2 separate regions of the Ovis aries genome follow, and region 2 is linked to region 1. The links are chromatin contacts, called in public Hi-C maps. All regions are on one chromosome and are shown on one strand. Each heading gives the region's core, a stretch centred on a gene start, on an enhancer-like site or on the middle of the called end of the contact. The rest is flanking DNA. Distances are from core to core; before and after follow the strand shown. Region 1 holds the start of SKIC8 (SKI8 subunit of superkiller complex). Region 2 holds the start of PSMA4 (proteasome 20S subunit alpha 4).

Region 1 (7,247 bases), core at 4,301-6,800:
GGTGCTCATATCTTTTTGGCTTTTCATACTGTCCATGGGGTTCTTCAGGAAAGAATATTGCAGTGGGTTGCCATTTCCTTCTCCAGTGGACCATATTTTGTCAGAACTCTTCGCTATGACCCATCCTTCCTGGGTGGTCCTGCATGGCATGGTTCATAGCTTCACTGCGTTACACAAGACCCTTTGCCACAATAGAAACTGAAGAGATTAAGCAGACCTGGCAAGTCTTCATGTTCAAGCGGACCATGGCAAGACGAGGCCAGATGCCATGATCTTAGTTTTTTGAATGTTGAGCTTCAAGCCAGCTTTTTCACTGTCCTCTTTCACCCTCATCAAGAGGTTCTTTAGTTCCTTTTCACTTTCTACCATTAGAGTGGTGTCATCTGCATATCTGTTGAATATCATCTACATATCATAAGCTGTTGATATTTCTCCCAGCAATCTTGATTCCAGCCTGTGATTCACTCAGCCCAGCATTTCACCGGGAAAGCCTGGCATGCTGCAGTCCATGGGGTCACAAAGAGTTGGACACGACTGAGCAACTGAGCTGACTGACTCTGCATAGAAGCCAAAAAGATATGAGCATAGAACAACTGCACAAGAAAGGTCTTAATAACCTAAATAACCACGATGGTGTGGTCACTCACCTGGAGCCAGACATCCTGGAATGTGAAGTTAAGCAGGCCTTAGGAAGTATCACTACAAACAAAGCTAGCAGAGGTGATGAAATTCCAGCTGAACTATTTAAAATCCTAAAATATTATGCTGTTCAAGTGCTGCACTCATTGTGTCAGCAAAATTTGAAAACTCAGCAGTGGCCACAGGACTGGGAAATGTTTTCATTCCAATCTCAAAGAAGAGCAATGCCAAAGAATGTTCAAACTACTGTACAATTGTGCTCATGTCGCATACTAGCGAGGTTATCTTCAAAATCTTTCAAGCTAAGCTTTAGCAACCAAGAATTTCCAGATGTACAAGCTGGGTTTAGAAAGGGTAGAGAAACCAGAGATCAAATTACCAACATTTGTTGGATCACAGAGAAAACAAGAGAATTCCAGAAAGACATCTGCTTCATTGACTACACTAAAGCCTTTGACTGTGTGGATCACAACAAACTGTGGAAAATTCTTAAAAGATAGGAGTAACAGACCATCTTATCTGTTTCCTGAGAAACCTGTAGGGGAGTCAAAAGCAATAGTTAGAACCAGACATGGAATAACTGATTGGTTCCAAATTGGGAAAGGAATACAATAAGGTTGTATATTGTCACTCTGCTTATTTAACTTATATGCAGAGTCAGTCAGCTCAGTCGCTCAGTCGTGTCTGACTCTTTCTGACCCCATGGACTGCAGCATGCCAGGCTTTCCCGGTGAAGTGCTGGGCTGAGGGAATCACAGGCTGGAATCAAGATTGCTGGGAGAAATATCAACAGCTTATGATATGCAGATGATATTCAACAGACATGCAGATGATACCACGCTAATGGTAGAAAGTAAAAAGGAACTAAAGAACCTCGATGAGGGTGAAAGAGGACAGTGAAAAAGCTGGCTTGAAACTCAACATTCAAAAAACTAAGATCATGGCATTTGGCCTCGTCAGTTCATGGCAAATAGAAGGGGAAAAAGTGGAAGCAGTGACAGGTTTTCTTGGGCTTCAAAATCAATGTGGATTGTGACTGCAGCCCCGAAATTAAAAGATGCTTGCTCCTTGGAAGGAGAGCTATGATAAACCTAGACACAGTATTAAAAAGCAGAGCCACTTTGCCACAAAGGTCCGTATAGTCCAAGCTATGGTTTTTCAAGTAGTCATGTACAGATGTGAGAGTTGGACCATAAAGAAGGCTGAGTACCAAAGAACTGATGCTTTCAAATTGTGCTGGAGAAGACTCTTGAGAGTCCGTTAGACTGCAAAGAGATCAAACAAGTTGATCTTAGAGGAAATAAACCCTGAATATTCACTGGAAGGTCTGACGCTGAAGCTGGAGCTTGAATACTTTGGCCACCTGATGTAAAGAACTGACTCATTGGGAAAGATCCTGATGCTGGGAAGGATTGAAGGTAAAAGGAGAAAGGGGCAGCAGAAGATGAGATGGTTAGATAGCATCACCAACTCAATGGACATGAATTTGAGCAAACTCCGGAGATAGTGGAGAACAGAAGAGCCTGGCATGGCAGTCCATGGAGTCGTAAAGAGTCAGACACGACTTAGCAACTGAACAACAACAAATAGCTGATCCATGTTGTTGTATGGCAGAAACCAGCACAACATCATAAAACAATTATCGTCCAATTAAAAACAAATAGTTTAAAAAGGTCAGCTATCCTTGCTTCACAGTCCAGATGTTTTTGTTGTTGTTTAGTCACTACGTTATGGCTGACTTTCTTTGCAACCCAGTGAACTGTAGCCTGCCAAGTTCCTTTCTCCATGGGATTTCCCAGGCAAGAATACTGGAGTGGGTTGTCATTTCCTTCTCCACGGCATCTTCCCAACCCAGGGACTGAACCCTCATCTCCTGTCTTGCGGGCGGATTCTTTACTGCTGAGCCACCCAGGAAGCCCCACAGTCCTGATACTAAGGCCAATGATGTCATGTGCCTCAGGCTGTAGCAGTGTTCTACGGGTAAAAGGAGGTGCACAATACATCCTTTTTGAATGAATGATAGAGTTTCTATCATAACTATAGAATTATAGAGTTGGAAAGTCTTTAGAGAGCAATGAATTTCAAACTTCACGGTCATAACTCACAGCAGGAAAAGCATTTTCCTTTGTGATCCATTACCTGTCTATGTGAAACAAGTTTTTTTATAAAGCATGACATCTTTAAATGCATGATACACTCTTATATCTCCTATAACCTATTGTATTTCTTTTTGAGAGATGGTAATTAAATTTTTATTCAGAACAACTATAATGGCTGACAAAAATTAAACTAATCCCCAAACTATTTGCTTCAATTGGAAATTAACAGTAGTGGATTTGGAAGAAGGCACAAAAAGGTGAAAGCCCTAGCGTTCTGACAACAGATAAAAGGCATGAAAGTGATCAGTGTGCTCTCAGAATAATCTACAGATGGAATATTTAAAGTTAATGCACAGAAAAAAGAAAAGAAACACATAATCCCAAATCACACAAATTAAAATTCACTTAATTACATAGTTGTAAGGACTTTTCTGGACAAAATTTCACCATTCTTAAAGTAGGAGTGTTCAAAAATATTTCTTATATAAGCTAAAAGGAAATAAAGATGACCCAATTGCCCTGGTTAAGGAGAAGTCATATAATAATCAGTCTATTTTCAAAACCCAGAGAAACCCAGAAACTCTGCCAATAAAATTAAAGGGACAAAAACCAAGATTGGTCAAAACTGGCAACCAGTTGTACAGGAAGACAGCAGATCACTCCTCATTTCGCTGTTAAAAGCCACTGCATTGGGGACTGATGTTAGGCCCTTTCCACACTCTAGTAACCTGGATCCTGGCCATTGCAGTGTCAATTTCTGTTTGTTGGGTCCTGTGGAATTTCCCTGAATGCTGTGGTCCAGTCAGCGCTTAGGTCAATATGATGGGAACTGCCTCCAGTTTGAAGACACGCTTCCTGGCCTGAGGGTATAATTTGTACACTCTTCTTTAGCTTCAGGGACAAATGCACTCTGGTCAAGTATATCCAGAATGGTTACAGGGATAATGTGACTTTTAACAGGGGCCATGTAAGAGTTTTGACAATTCAAGGTTAACAGCTGAAGCCTGCTCATTTTGACCCAAATTTTCTAAACTTGTGTGACATGTAGGGGATCCACTGGGGCTGGGTGAAGTTCCCATTGACAGAGCTATCACTGAAGGAATTCCTGAGGACCAGAGAACAGGCACTGGGAGCCTTGTGAGTGTATTTAGCAAATTTCTGGGCCATAAAATCTCCTCATACGGCCCTCAAAGATTTTATCCAGTTGTATGGACAAGAGTTGTATGGTCTAACAGTTTTCTGAAATCATCATAGAACTCAAGATGTTTTAATAAACTAGATGCTGGGAAATTAACTTTCGAGGGTGGGCGGGGTAGGGTAAGGGTACATGGATATTTCAAGGGTTTACATTCACTGTGACCATACTTTACCATCATCCCCTTCTTCTAGACTCTTTTTGGACTTCTAAACCAGTTTTAATCAGGAAAGACTGTGATCTCTCTCTCATGATAAGCTGAAAGAAAGCTTAAACCTTCAGGGCGCGCCCCCCACCACCCAGAACTTCCACTCCCTACTGCCCAGAGAGATTGAGACAGTGAACAGCAGCCAGGAGGGGCCGGGCAGCTTTTCAAGGATGGGGTGCAGTGCCTTCACCCTTCCATCTCCTTTTAAAATGCTGGTCATGAGCTTCTAAACTGATATGCATCACAGTAACCTAACCGGCTGTGTCCATAATCACCACGGGCCCTGACTGCAGCCATGAAATTAAAAGATTCTTGCTCCTTGGAAGAAAAGCTGTGATAAACTTAGCCTATTAAAAAGCAAAGACAAAAAAAAAAAAAAAGCAAAGACATTACTTTGCCGACAAAGGTGTGTCTAGTCAAGTGGAGTGAAAGTGAAAGTCGCTTGGTCCTGTCCAACTCTTTGCGACCCAATGTTTTATAGAGTCCATGGAATTCTCCAGGCCAGAATACTGGAGTTGGTAGCCTTTCCCTTCTCCAGGGGATCTTCCCAACCCAGGGATCAGGTCTCCTGCATTGCAGGCAGATTCGTTACCAGCTGAGCCACAAAGAAAGCCCGTCTAGTCAAAGCTATGGTTTTTCCAGTAGTCATGTATGGATGTGAGAGTTGGACCATAAAGAAGGCTGAGCACCAAAGAACTGATACTTTTGAACTGTGGTGTTGACAGTTGACAGTTGATTCTTGAGAGTCCCTTGGACAGCAAGGGGATCAAACCAGTCAATCCTAAAGGAAATCAACCCTGAATATTCATTGGAAGGACTGATGCTGAAGCTGAAGCTCCAATACTTTGGCTACCTGATGGGAAGAGCTGACTCATTGGAAAAGACCCTGATGCTGGGAAAGACTGAAGGCAGGAGAAGGGGACGACAGGATGAGATGATTGGATGGCATCACAAACTCAATGGACATGAGTCTGAGCAAACTGGGAGATAGTGGGAGGACAGGGAAACCTGGCGTGCTGCTGTCCATGGGGTCGCAAAGAATCAGACACGACTGAGCGACTGAACAACAACCGGTTGTGACCTTACAGTTGAAATATAAAGCTCTATGTCACTGAAAAAGTTTTGAAGCAATAGAACTCTTGTGGTCATCAAGTTTAGTCTATCTCAAAGTACAAATAAAGAAATTGGAACCCATCCGCAAGCCGGTTCTCAGTGGCCCCGCCCCGGGGGAAACCAAGGTGACCGGGGCGTGGTCTCTTCCCCTTCCCCACGCCCATCCTCCTCCCCTCCCGGCGCGCATTGAGGCAGCCTGCGCTGCGGTGTGCGCCTGCGCCTTGGGGACCGGCGAGATGTCCCGCCTCTTCGTGAGCTAATCACCCCGCGTCGCGGTCGCGCGGAACCTGGCGTCAGAGGAGCCGCGGGGCAGTGCAGCCGGGCAGTGAGGCGGTGAGTTGGTCCGCAAAGCGGTTGGGGGTGGCACTCGTAGGTGCCTATAACGGTCCAGGTGGAGGGCGAGTGAGCGACAGTGGGCCCGAGACTATCTCTAGGAGGGTTTGCTCAGGAATGCCCCACGCCGCAGGGCCTGAGGATGGTGGCTTCCGTGACTCCATTTACTCTGGCTGCCTCGGTGTGTGGGGCCTGAGGGGAGAGGGTAGGTGGCCTCATCTTGCATCCTGAGGATGGTCTGTGCAGCCTCGAGGTTAGGGCTGGTCTCAGTGTCGAGAACTGTCTTAACCGAAGTTTTCCAGTGGTAGGCCACGCTGTCTTTTTCGGTAGCGAGCTGGACAGGTGCAGGCACAGGCTGAGTTATCTTTACTTCAAGTACCATGTAGTATTGCGGGTTACTGGCTGGATGGCATCACCGACTCGATGGACGTGAGTCTGAGTGAACTCCGGGAGATGGTGATGGACAGGGAGGCCTGGCGTGCTGCAATTCATGAGGTCGCAAAGAGTCGGACACGACTGAGCGACTGAACTGAACTGAACTGACCTCCTTGAGTACTTTAATAGAGGCATGTGTAGTATTCTTTGGAAACATTGAGGAAGCAATGAATTCTGCTTGGGAAATGAGAGGAGAGTTCTCTAAAGAAGGAAGGTGACACAAGGGGCTTTTGGGGTCCTCTTAACGCTGAAATTATTGTAAGATAAGAAACTGATGTAAAAGGCAGTGTGGAAGTGAAAGTCGCCCAGTCGTGTCCGACTCTTTGCAACCCCATGGCCTATACAGTCCATGGAATTCTCCAGGCCAGAATACTGGAGTGGGTAGCCTTTTCCTTCTCCAGGGGATCTTCCCAACCCAGGGATCGAACCCAGGTCTCCCAAATTACAGGCGGATTCTTTACCAACTGAGCCACAAGGTAGTGTAACCTATACTATAAGCTTGTATCCACCTTCTTCTGTGAGACTAACCTTGGGGGAGGCTCCTTAACCTCTCTTGAAGTCTCACTTTCTTTATGAGGAACGTAAAGATTATAATAAGAATATCTATTAAATGAGGTGAGAGGGTTCAGTGAGCTAACCTACATGTGATATGTAAAACAGGGTACATCATGGTACCCTGACTCATGGTACATCATCAAACATACATTCATTGATAGAAGCACACCTCTATCTTGAGGAGCCTGGCTTCTTGGAAGTTGACTTCTTGCAGACCTTGCTACTCTTGTTTCTCCTTGTTGCAGGGAATTGTTTCTGTTGCAGGGATGTGAGGCAGGATTTGGAAGGGCAGAAGGTTGGTGCCCAAGAGAGTTTGTATACTGTTTACTCCAGCGAAACTGGCTTGACCTCCTGCCTTTCTTTCCTACCCTTGCCAAGACACTGTTCTTGGGTCACAAATGAATTAAGCACTACCGCCTTGACTGAGATCTTCACTGGCAAGGTTATTTAGAAATTGTTTTTTCTGTTATCCTTGGAAAACCTTCACAGTAGTCTTTTTGAGTTTGCAAATTTGAAGCAAGTAACCTGAACATGGATGCCTTAGATGTATAGTCTCCTCTGTCCATGGATAGAATTGAGGGGGCCATGAACTTGCATGAGAAAAAAAATTGCATCCTTGTGTTCTCAGACTTCTAACTGAAATTTAGCATTTCCTTCAATTATAAATGTA
Region 2 (7,108 bases), core at 1,598-4,097, 220 kb before region 1:
AATTGTAACGTGTCATGGTACACAGCCCTCCCAAAATATGATGAGATGTTTTCAACTCTCTTCCCTGAGATTGCACTTACTCATTTAGTTTATAAATTTTTTCGGAAAAAAAGACTTCATCAAGAAGCTTGTGGATGTTGCGTCTCTCTGCTGCAAGCAGAACACCATCGTTTGCTAAAATTCCCAAACAGGTGCCTGCGTGTCCAATAGCTTCCATGGCATATTCAACTTGGTACAAGCGACCTACAAAACACAAGCAGCAAGAAACCAAGACTCTCCTCCTTGTTCTTGCACCACTGGTTCAAGAGCAATCAGCAACAACACTAGAGAGCTACAGACAACTGTCCCACTTTTACTAATAGTCCTATGAAGCACACAATTAACCTAGTGACCATAACAACCTCAAAGTACAAAAAGGATGAACAGCTTAACAGTTAAAAATATTTAGTTTTATTTGAGACAGATCAAACAATTTATATTTTACCTTCTGGAGAAAATATAGTGGTCCTGGAGTCATATCTTCGAGACTGCAAAGGAAAAACATACAAGTGATTTCTACCCACTAAAAATAAGTCAACCCCTGCAAACCCACAAATCATTTTACAGAACACATCTTGGCATGCAAAATTCAGAGAGTGGGAGGAAACTGATAAGAAGATATCATTCCATTTCAGTTTTCTCATGCAAGTTGTTAAGATGAGTACAAGCAATTCTATTTATCAGGCAACCGTTTATTGGCATGTGTATTAACTCACCATGTTTTCTTAGGTTTATGATAATTCCTGTAAAAAGAAAATAAGGTAATTATTAAAATGAAACTTACAATTTAAAAAGCATTTCTTGACTTGAAAAAAATCTGTTTTGTCCACTCTCTTCATTCAGCCAACATTGTGGTGCACCCAGGCACTATGCTAAATGCTGAAATACCAAGACAGGTAAGACCAACCCCTTTCCCAAAGAGTTTACAGTGAGGGAAGCAGACACAGAAGGACAGTTATAAAGCAGTGTGGAAACAGAGGCACTAAGGGTAGAGTGGGAACAGGTTGGAGAAAATCCAGAAAGTAGTTTTCGTGAAACAAATACAGAATATGAGCCCATATTAGAGGCAGAAAGGCAGAAATAAGGCTGAGAACACTCCGGTCTAAGAGGAAGACTAGGGGAAGAAAGGAGGAAAAGGCATTCCAGGCAGAGGAGAAAGCATGGACAAAGGGCACTGAGGCAGGATCACTCAAACGGGTAAGACAAGTGGCTGAAGTTAAAAAAAAATATATGACATGGAAGCAAACTAGATGTCCATCTATAGATGAATGAGTAAAGAAGCTGTATTCATAGGCACAATGAAATATTAGTCGGTCATAGTAAGGAACTAACTGAAGTCAGTTGAACCCAGGTGGAGGAATCTAGATAGAGCCTGTCATACAGAGTGAAGTGAGTCACAAAGTGAAAAACAAATATTGTATATTAACACATATGCAGGAATCTAGGAAAATGGTACAGATGAACCTATTTGCAGAGCAGGGATAGACAGAGATGTAGAGAAAGGACTTGTGGGCACAGTGCGGGGCAGGAGGAAGAGGCTGGGACGAATTGACAGTAGCAGCGAAATACACACACCATCATGCGTAAAACAGGGAACTAGTGGGAAGCTGCTGTATGGCACAGGGAGCTCAGCCTAGTGCTCTGCGTCAGCCTAGAAAGGTGGGATGGGAGCGGCTGGGAGGAAGGGCTCAAGAGCGAGGGGTATATGTATACTTATGGCTGATTCACAACTTGTTCAGCAGAAACCAACACAACATTGTTCAGCAATTATCCTCCAATTAAAAATTTTTAAAAATATATAGATATATGAAAAAACTAAAGAACTAAACAAGTATCTAGGTCATGTAGAGCTTTGAATGCCAAGCTAAGAGGCTCAGGCTTTCTCCAGAGGATGATACCGGGGTCCTGAACCATGAAAGGGAGAAGCGGGACAGTAATCTTGGGCATTACTACTATTTCTGCAGAAGACAACATTGGGGCTCAGCGTGACTTGGTGGAAAAGCCAAACTTCGGCTTCCAGAGCCAATTTTCCCAAATCCCGGAATACTGAGAATTAAGAATGGGAAGATAAGCAGGGATCAGGCCCCGAAGGCCCGCATGCTCAGGTAAAAACTGTGAATTTTATCTCTTAAGCAATGGGGCTCCAAGGAATGATGCTGGGCCAGAGAGCCACAGAAGCTGACTGGCATTTTCGAAAGATCGCTCTGGCTGGTGAAGACTGGGGAAGAATAGTCAGTTATGAGTGTACTGCAACACACAGCTGAAAGGTAAGTGTGGCCCTGAGCAGAGAGCCAGGAGGGCACAGAGAGGAGACCCGCCGAGCTTGATTCGCGCGAGAACACAACTTTCTCATCTCCACGCCGGTCAACCGCCCGAGGCGAGTCACCCGCACCTCCTCTCCCTCAGGTTCACTTTCGCGTCCGAACTCTTCGTGGGACCGAGGCAGCACTCTGTCCTGCCCACCCGGCCCGCGCCCGCCCCGCCGCCCCAGCGTCCCCGGCCCCGCGATGCCCGCTCAGCGCAGGGAAGCCCGATGGAGGCCGGCCGGAGCCAATTCCCCGGCGAGTCCGTCACTGACGAGCCGGTGCAGAGTCATCGTGCCCACGGTTCCTCGGCGGCCGCTGCAGGCCGGGACCCGCTCTGCCGCGACGCTCACGGCTCCGGCCTGCAGGGAGAGCGGCCAAGCTTCCGAGGGTGCGCAGTGGGTAAAGGCTCACCGGAGGGAAGACGCTGAAGAGTGGAGACTAACACCGAGCACCTTTCTCCGCGGGAGAGACACGACAGTGCCCGAGAATCCGCTGCTAATATGGCTCCCGCGCGTGCGCAGAACCGCCGGGGGTGGGGCAGCCGAGGACGCGGAAGTTCTTCTGGGGGGGCGGAGCGACAGTCTGTTGCCCTCATGGGCTATGGGGAATTGGGGTACGAAGGCACTGGCAGGGATCTCAGCCCAACGAAGGGGAACTAGAACATGAAGAGGAGGGCGGGAAGACCCTGGCCAGGGAGAAGTGGAATTTTGGCTCATGACCCTTTCCCACGCTTTGCGCTCTATTTTCACTTTCACTTTCTGTTCAGCCCTAAGTCATACCTCAGGAGAGCAATGATGTTCAGTTCGGTCAGATCAGTCGCTCAGTCGTGTCCGACTCTACGCCCCCATGGACTGCAGCCCGCCAGGCTTCCCTGTCCACCACCAACTCCAAGAGCTTACTCAAACTCATGTCTCTTGAATTGGTGATGCCATCCAACCATCTCATTCTCTGTCATCGCCTTTTCCTCCCGCCTTCAGTCTTTCCCAGCATCAGATCTTTTCCAATGAGTCAGTTCTTCGCATCAGGTAGCCAAATTATTGGAGTTTCAGCTTCAGCATCAGTCCTTCCAATGGATATTCAGAACTGATTTCCTTTAGGATGGACTGGTTGGATCCCTTGCTGTCCAAGGAACTCTCAAGAGGCTTCTCCAACACCACAGTTCAAAATTATCAATTCTTCAGTGCTCAACTTTATAGTCCAACTCTCACATCCATAAATGACTACTGGAAAAACCATAGCTTTGACTAGACAGACCTTTGTTGGCAAAGTAATGTCTCTTTTTTAATATGCTGTCTACGTGGGTCATAACTTTTCTTCTCAGATGGTAAAGAATCTTCCTGCAATGCAATGTGGGAGACCTGGGTTCAATCCCTGGGTTGGGAAGATCCCCTGGAGAAGGGAATATGAACCCACCCCAGTATTCTTGCCTGGAGAATTCCCTGGACGGAGGAACTTGGTGGCTATAGCCTGTGGGGTGGCAGAGAGTCGGACAAAGTGACTAAGCAACTTAACACTTTCACTTTGCCTTCCCTGGTGGCAATGGTGTGGGACCGCCTATTAACTGCTTGCTTTTCCTGCCCTGTTCTCAAAACAGGCCCAAGCACCTCAGATCTTACCCTTCACCCTCCCTCTTATTATCTCCCTTTTTGAATATACCTTCCACTTTCATTGCTAATACATGTGTTTTTATACATATAAAGCAAATTATCATGAGGTTTACATCTTTGGGAGAACTTTCACCTTAGTATCCTCCTCTGCCTTTGATGTCATTAGAAAGGATTCCTCTGACCAATCTAGTTAAAGCAATACCCTACCATCACCATACATACCTGTTATCTTCTATACAGAAACTATGTTTATTTGCGTCCTCATTATCCATCTCTCTATTCCACCACTTTTTAAAATATGGCTTCAGTCCCTATGTAAACTATCTACTATTCATGTTTTAAGTTTCTTCAAGGGAGACGATTGACTAGGTCTGAATTAACTTGTAGTCATTTGCTCACAGTCTCTTCCAAGAAAAGGTCCTCAGGGTAGGGACTTTGTCCTTTTCATGTTGGTCAAAAATTTATTATGCAGAATTCTGGGCTTTGAAAAGGAGGTAGCTTGGGAATGAGCTGTGGTTTGAGGTCTCTCCATTCATTTCTGCTTCCCAGGCACGTAGGAAGGAGAGCCAAGGCAAGATGGCAAGAGCCACATCCAGACAGATGGTGTTCTGAAAGCATCCTTAGGTGGCAGTGTAACCTTTGGGATCTCTGAGGATCCCTGCCACCTTAGTTCATCCTGCAGAATTAAGCATTAAGAGTTTTAAGTGAGAAGTAGAATTTATTAGGTCAAAAGAAGAGGGAGCCATTGAGATAAAAGAGCAGAAGTAAAAATGAGTTTAACAAGTTGCTGACAGAGTAGTTCTGTCTGGCCAGAGTGAAGAAGTCAATAAACAGGAAAAGAGGAAAGGTATTTTAGGCCAAATTTAGAACATTTTCAGTGACAGAATTTTTTCTCTGTAGGTAGTGGGAAAGAGGATTAAATTGATGTTTTAGGATGATGAAGCCTCATGATCTCCCGTCCCACATGTTCCTCCTACAATGTGGCAAGGATGCTTCCCACTGAGAGGCTCTGTGTCCCCTTGCCCTGAATCTGGGTGGATTTGTGACTTCAGTGGAAGTAATATCATATGACTTTCAAAGGCAGGTCATAAAAAATATATTCCTGTCTTGTTCTCTTGGGCAGGTGTTTCTTGGAACCCCAGCACCATGCTGTAAGGGAGCAGAGACGAAACGGAGAGATGTTCCACCAACAGCCCAGATGAGGTTCCAGCGTGTCCCGCACGCTGGATTTGTGAGTGAGGATTCCTCCAGATGATTTTAGTCCTGTCACTGAATCTCCCTCAGCCATGAAACCTCCCCCAGCATTCAGGTTTTCCCAGCGAAGGCCTCAGACATCGTGGAGCAGAGACAAGCTGTTCTAGTGCCTGTCTGAATTCATGACCTGAAGATACCATAAGATAAAAAAAATTACTGAGCTTTTAAGCCACTAAGTTTTTGGTTAAATTGCCACACAGCAATATATGTAACTAGAGTTTTTATCTGCCCTAATATGAAGGATGTAGCCCTCCAGGCTCTTCTGTCCACGGAATTCTCCAGGCAAGAAGACTGGAGTGGGTAGACATTCTCTTCTCCAGGAGATCTTCCCGACCCAAGAATCGAACCCAGGTCTCTTGCATTGCAGGCAGATTCTTTACTGTCTGAGCCAACCAGGAAACCTTAATATGAAGGATGTAGGTTGGATAACAAGACCAGAAACTAAAGCTCTGTTGCAGTCGAGAGGGGCTAAAAGCCTGGACAGGAAAAGATACTTGCAAGAGTAGAGTCTTTGCTGGACAAATGGTATTAATTCCCAAACCTAGAACTGGATTTGCTCCTCATTGGTGGAAAGAACCAAAGACTGGCACCTGTAGATGTGCGTTCATTCTAACAGTTCATCAGACAGACCTTTATTAAGGGTGTGCTAGGGGCTGGGCAGGGAACTTGATTCTGGAGATAATGAAATAAATATTATTGCGTTTATGCCACCAAAGAGTTTATAAGCCACATTGAACTGATTGACTGGAGATAAGCTGCAGCAAACACCAAATAGTAAAATAGCAATGCAAGGCAGCACGTATTTAATTGAAAGGGTGGTCAGCATTATTTGTGTTCATAATTCAGGGAAAGAGAACCCATGTTAACAGGAGGACCAAACAAGTAGGAAATCTTGAACTCTCAGCAACCTAAGAGTTTCACAGTGTAAGAAAATGAATAGTGCTCTGGGAGTGAAATACAAGTTTTAGTTCATTTTTCTAGTCCCCAGTTTCCTGAATGGTCAAGCCAGATAAAAATCACAACCCCTTAAATTTGAGAACTGTAAGTATTTTTCTGTGAACCAACTTATTTGATTGTCCTAACACAGGGTGTGTGTTAGGTGAGCCCCAGGGAGGAAAGGCAGGGAGAGAGAGGAAGTGGTGTGGGTACCTGGTTCTCTTGGAGCAAACTCCTTCAACTTTTTAAGCATCTATTTCCTCATCTGAAAATGGGAATTAATCATAAGAGTACTTCTCTCCTGGGTTTATAGTGGAGATTAAGTGAGATAATGTATGTAAAGTACTGTGATATAACATAAAATATATAAAACATACATATATTTTATGTAGCTTTCAGCTACATCTGAATTTATGCTAACGAGGTGAGTCAAGAAGGATGGGGGCTGGTTATGAACGGAACGAACCAAGTGACTAGAGGACTGGAACTTTCAGCCTCACTCCTGCCTTCAGGGCAGGGGGAGAGGGGGAGATTGATTGAACCACCAGTGGTCAATGATTTGATCAACCATACCTACATAATGAAGTCACTACAAAAGCCCTAACCAAAGAGGTTCAGGGGCTTCTGGGTTGGTGAGCAGATCCACATGCCAGGAGCATGGTGCTCTGCAACTCGAGACAGACAGAGCTTCGGTGCTTAGGCCCCTTCTGGACCTCACCTGATACGCTTCTTCCTCTGTTCATCTTTTATTATCATACCCTTTATAATAAATTAATAAACATAAGTAAGCATTTCCCTGAGTTCTGTGAGCTGTCTTAGCAAATTATAGAACCCGAGGAGGGGCTCATGAGAACTCCCAACTTACAGCCAGTTGGTCAGAAGCACAACCTGGGACTTGAGGCTAGCATCTGCAGTGGAGGCAGTTTTGAGGGACTGGGCCCTGCTCTAGCTCCAAATAGTTAGTGT

Evidence for each region. Hi-C and Micro-C count contacts between places; a contact is called where the count stands out from the background.
Region 2: a contact with region 1 is called in a Hi-C map of tail adipose tissue, with 2.3 times the contacts expected there. The contact joins the promoter of PSMA4 here to the promoter of SKIC8 in region 1. A contact is called at or near these places in 2 of 16 Hi-C or Micro-C datasets (both in tail adipose tissue).

Annotation. Positions count from the first base shown.
Region 1 is chr18:28,515,859-28,523,105 of ARS-UI_Ramb_v3.0, reverse strand. It overlaps SKIC8 (SKI8 subunit of superkiller complex), which reads left to right and starts at 5,550. Exons shown (of 11, transcript XM_060401695.1): 1 at 5,550-5,792.
Region 2 is chr18:28,730,185-28,737,292 of ARS-UI_Ramb_v3.0, reverse strand. PSMA4 (proteasome 20S subunit alpha 4) reads right to left here and starts at 2,847. Exons shown (of 9, transcript XM_004017819.6): 1 at 2,757-2,847; 2 at 756-782; 3 at 485-527; 4 at 81-243. The coding sequence starts at 758. It overlaps HYKK (hydroxylysine kinase), which reads right to left. Exons shown (of 7, transcript XM_060401709.1): 7 at 5,806-7,108.